2 separate regions of the Zea mays genome follow, and region 1 is linked to region 2. A link is a contact called in public Hi-C data. All regions are on one chromosome and are shown on one strand. The core of a region is the stretch at or near the end of the contact, and the rest is flanking DNA. Distances in the headings are between cores, read along the strand shown.

Region 1 (2,700 bases), core at 76-2,575, 170 kb after region 2:
GGAACGGGAGCTGAAGAAAAGAGAACCGGTGTCTGGGCGCCGGAGCGTTTGAGCGCTGAAAAAAATAGAAAATATAAAAGGCAGCGTACATGTTCCCCAAGTTCTTGGCTTCTTGCGTCTAGCTACTGAGCTTCTTCTGCCTCCAATTCTGTCTCTGTTCTTCACATTTGAGTGCTAGTAGATTCCAACAATTGGAGAAGGAATTTCACCTGTAGTCCTCCATGTTCCCCCAAAGAAAGCTGGTGCGTCGCCTGTGATGCAGAATGAGGAGTAGCGAGGATTGACACCCGACGACGAGACGCCGGTGTGGAACCTATCGAGTAGCTCCACGGGCGGACTACGACCCACCCCCAATTGCATCTAGAGCCTTATTCAAAGGCAAACGACGATTCTTGGCCGCCGGGCGTGACGGGGAAGGTGGTCGACCATCCATTCAACTGATCGTGGAAAGGAGCTCCGGTGGAAGGGATGACGAGGCGACGGTGACGACGGACAGAACGAATAAAGTGGATCTCGCGCCGGAGAAAATGGATCAACTGTATGGCGGCGGCGGGAGGGGGGAATGGAACCGGAAAAGTCTGTCGCAGTTCTTGTACGCGGGAACGGTATTGGGCCGCTTCCTTTTGAGTCTCAAATTTGCTACTTAAAAGAATGAGCTCTAAACTGTTAAGATGAATTTTATTAGAATACGGCTCCTGTTGGAGCTATTTTTTTGGAGCCCTAAATTACAAATTGTTTATGAGTTTATAGTTACTATTGGAGACTTGTAGGGTGCGTTTGGTTAGAGAGTCAAATAGAATAGACTGGCTCTATTCCAGTGTTTAAGAATGGAGCCGTTCTATTCCGCGTTTGGCAAAAAGAATAGAGTCATTCCAATTTTTGTTTGGTTGAAGAGTAAAATAGAGTGAAGCCGTTCCGTTTTTGTTTGGTTCGAGAGCCATATAGGTGTAGAGGGAAGAAAAGGAAGGAGAGCGCTCACGTTCGAGAGAGCGCTCGCATTCGATCGTTTTTATGGAACAGGAGCGTTCCAACTACTTATAGTAAATTTTCATATGGAGATCCAGGAGCCGCTCCACTCTTATTTTGTTGAAAACCAAACATTCAAAAAATTGGAATGAAGCTATTATATTCTTCCCCGTTCCTCAACCAAACACACCCGTAGTTGCTCTAACGAGCGTGGGGACGGCCCTACTGCCGGAATTTGATCGGCATGGGCTGGGCCAGCTCTACAAGCCCATTGTGTTGTGACGGCAATGGTCGCGTAGCTTTTGCCGTTTGGTGCGGCCCACGTTCTCGCCCAACAGAAACCCGAGCCCCATCGCCATTTCCAGCGTCTTGTCTCGCTGTACCGGCCGATCTCCCCATTCTCCCCTCTTCGCCGGTCCCACCACCGCGCCGATCCTGATGGCCTCCGCCGCCTCATCGGCCGTCGGCGCTGGCAAATCGCTGTTCCAGGGGCTCCGCAGGTTCCTCAAGAAGCCGTGGGAGATCACAGGCCCCTGCGCCTCTCCCGAGTACCGCAGCGCGCTGCCTGGCGCGCTCGAGTACCGCGTCAAGTGCCCGGCCACCGTGCGCGACGACCGCGACAAGGCCATCGTGCCCACATCCGATCCGGAGACAGTCTACGATATCAAGTACTTCACCCGCGACCGCCGCCGGAGCCGCCCGCCCGTGCGGCGCACCCTACTCCGCAAGCCCGATCTCGAGAGCTACATGGCCACCAAGCAGTTCGACCCCACCAATGACTTCCCCGTACCATACGTCAACACCACCGTCGAGGAGGATGACAACACTGTCGGCGGTGGCTACCAGAAGTGACTCAGGTGAGAGGTGATGTCTCTTAGATCTAGGTGGCAGCTAGGGTTTCATACTTTGCGATTTGATATATTCGGTCTGCAAAACGAGATATTGCTGGCTTGCCACAAAACTTGATGCAGTTATCTGGACATGTTTGAACTTGACTGTGCTTGATGCCTATGTCGTGTATGATACGTGCATTAGCAAACTGGGTAGGCCTGTTATGCAAGCAGGGGTGACAATGGACTCTAAATTTTACACTATAAGATTTAAGGATTGGATCAGATTAGGACCGGACACTATTTCTATTCATTTTTGAACTAAAATTTGTTTAGTGCCCTGCCATTTTGTGAAGAAGCATTTGGATCGCGATCCATTACCACCCTAAGACAAGTTATCATTTTGTCAGAATCAAACACGCCACATAATATTACATGATCAATGCAGTAGTATTTTTTTTGACAGAGGTAATACCCTTCTTTTATAGAACACATTAAGGGCTTGTTTGAGAGCCAAGGGAATGGAGGGAATTGGAGGGGTTAAAATCCCCTTGTTATTCAAAATTGAATAGGAAGGCGATTTTAGCCCCTCTAATCCACTTCATTCCCCTTGCTTCCAAACATGTCCTAAAGGTCTGATACCCAAGGCATTAGTAATTAGATGCTCATGTCTGTATAGTCTGCATTATTGTCTCATGGATGGTTGTTTCTGTGTTTTTGTTTGTAATTTGGTATGTCCATGTTTATTAATGGTGGTAAGTCGAGCTGCAACAATGGGCCCATTTGAGTCCACCAGGCATTTAGGGCGCATGGTGAGGTGACTCCATATGGACATCTTAATACAATAATGCCAGTAAAATTCAGAAGAAAATCGTGCCTTATATTGCTAATTTTTAGCATAATA
Region 2 (2,700 bases), core at 106-2,605:
CTATATAATCAAGTCCTCCTTTCATCCATGTTGTCAAGGATGGTTTCTCAACCACTGCATAATCTGTTCATGCAAAATAAATGGCATCAGCTGATGTTGGTCTTACTCTAAACCTGCATCTTTACAAAGAGTCAAACAGTTCAATTCCAGGGGGCATGTGCTTTGTCACAGTGGACGAAAAGCAGTAACAACTTATTTCTGCTAAACAAAAATGCACAAAACACACAGTCTAGGCATGCAACAATTCTCTTTAAGTTGAGTTCTATCACAGTTAACAAATAGCATCTTTGAATATAACAGAAGGGAGAAGGCAACTGTACTGTTTTCGGTCCATGAAAATATTATTAAGGAACACAAAAATGGAGGCCAGTAAAAAGCAGTAAACAGGACGCAGTTTAGCAGTGAGCATACCATCTTTTCTCATCTCTGGAAGCCATCCTGAAGCATGCTTCCTAATTATATCAAGATAGTACTCGGCTTCATGATCAGCAATGTTGAAAAGCACAGCAGAACCATACTGGAAAACAACCACATAGCGATAGCAAAATCTGTTATCCTTCACTCCAATGTTCTGCATAAATATCAACCAAAATCACAAGGAAATCAATTCGTAGCATAGGTCTATGTGCAACTGGTTCAAAGCTGACTGAGATTTGTTCATTTTGATATGAATTTCAGGTCAAAAAAGAAGTGACGCTAAACTGTAATAACTAACCATAATCTCAGGTGGGAACTCGGAGTACCGAAGCGCAATGTAGTTAAGCAAACGGGTCGACGGAGGTACAATATCATTCCCGTGCTCCGCTTGCATGCTCTTCAGATCAATGCTGTCACGGCGAGGAGGAAAAATTGAAAACACGTCGTTTTAGTTCGCAGTGCCAATTGGCATGGACATTTTTAGAATAGTAAGGTAGCACCCGAATGTTTCCTCGATGATAAATCATCAAACACCTATCGAGCAAGCGCGGGAGCGGCGCTGCGTGCTTACCTGGTGGAGAGGAAGTAGGCTTTGACGGGGATGTAGCGTGCTGGGCCCTCGTCCTCCTCCTCCTGGGGCGGCGAAGGAGCCGGGGCCGACTCGGTCGCCGCGCGAATCCAGGCCCAGTACGCCGAACCGCCGAGGCCCGAGTCGCGTGTGTCGTGGGGCGCAACGGCCGCGGCCGACGAGAGAAGCCTCGAGAAAGGCGCTACGTGAGCGGTAGCGGTGTTGGACCCGCGGGCCAGAGATTGTCCCGGTGATGGCACTTGTGCCGGCGGCGGCGCGAGGAAGCGGTGGAGACGGCAGCACGCGCGAAGCCGCCCCATCAGGCTGGCGAGTTGCAGCCACAAAGCTGGCAAGCTCCGCGACCCCACCGTACCACTCCTGGACTTGGAGAGGAAGCATATGACGGAACCCAATTCTCAGTGAAGGCCCGCACCCGCACGAACGGGAGCTGACGGGCCATTTCGTATCATGAGTTGGGCCGCGGCCTCGGATAGGATGATAATGAACTCTAAATTTTACACTATAAAATTTTAAATCAAAATAAATTATAATTGAGTTTTATTTTTATTTATTTTAAAATCAAAATTAGTTAAAGATCCTAAGTTATTTTGAAAAATATTTAGATCGTGATTTATTACCACCTCTAACTTTGGACGGACTAGATCGAAATTCGTAGAGGTGATAATATTTTGTGACGCAAAACTCAAATCTGCCTCCAAAATTATCGATCTAACTTTTTCTTATTGTGGCTAGTTTGACTACCTCAGGTTTTTCAAAGGATTTCTATTTTTCTAAAGAAAATTAGTTTATTTTTTTTTGGAAAAATGGAAATCTTTTGCGAAAATAAAGTGTCAAACTAACCCTTAAAATATAAAACTAAACGACTATTTTATCTTCTAATAAAATCTTCAAACTATTAAAATTGGGAACATATAAGCCAATTTATTGGTGCAAACCATGTAAATCAACACAAAAATAGAGACAAGAAGACTTTTTAAACATATCGCATTTCAAATCATCTCTTCTAACTCTCTTGAATATTTTTAAAATGATTCTCTCACATCTATTCTTGCGTTGGTTTACACGGTTTGAACTAATAAGTTGGTCTTGTTAAATACGTTACAAGGTTTTAAAATAATAAAAAAAATCTAAGTTTTTAATTTTTTTAATAAAAACCTTAAAATAGATTGGGATACTAATTTTCTAAATAATATCATAAAACAATCACAATAATTTAAAAGGGAACGGATCAGGTGAAAACCGTGCAAACCAACACGTTGATATAGGTGGGAAGGTGTATTTAAAAATATATCAAAGGAGGTGGAAGTGACTTTTTAAAAGGTAATATACGGTGGGAGAGTTGTTTTATAAAATTATCATGACTCCATGCAAGGTTTGCACCAAGTACTTGGTTTGCACCTGATTTATTCCAATTTAAAAAAACTATATTTATTTCTGAGAATAGAAAAGTATTAACAAATATAATTATCAGTATCTCGTATTTAGGGTACCCAGCACTACTACCTCAAGGCAAACTAATGCACGGTTAACTCTAAACTATGTGCTAAGAAATTAAGTAGGCCAGCCATGTGTCGCCGTGTGTACTAAATGGGTGCGCGCTTAGGGGCTACCACTATGGGTCCGGACCCCCGCAAACACCGCTAAAGTCCACCTAGGGCGGGCTTGGCCTAGCACGTGTAAACGCTCGAACCTCA

What was found. A called contact is a pair of places that touch in the nucleus more often than the background predicts.
Region 1: a Hi-C map of bundle sheath shows a contact between it and region 2, with 2.4 times the contacts expected there. The contact joins the promoter of LOC100274836 here to the promoter of LOC100382829 in region 2. A contact is called at or near these places in 2 of 25 Hi-C or Micro-C datasets (bundle sheath and leaf).

What each region holds. Positions count from the first base shown.
Region 1 is chr3:199,901,213-199,903,912 of Zm-B73-REFERENCE-NAM-5.0, forward strand. LOC100274836 reads left to right here and starts at 1,326. Exons shown (of 2, transcript NM_001291654.2): 1 at 1,326-1,823. The coding sequence starts at 1,405. The coding sequence ends at 1,818. All of the region lies in intron 1 of LOC103651179, which reads right to left.
Region 2 is chr3:199,733,879-199,736,578 of Zm-B73-REFERENCE-NAM-5.0, forward strand. It overlaps LOC100382829, which reads right to left and starts at 1,356. Exons shown (of 7, transcript NM_001366802.1): 1 at 989-1,356; 2 at 716-827; 3 at 412-571; 4 at 1-63. The coding sequence starts at 1,305.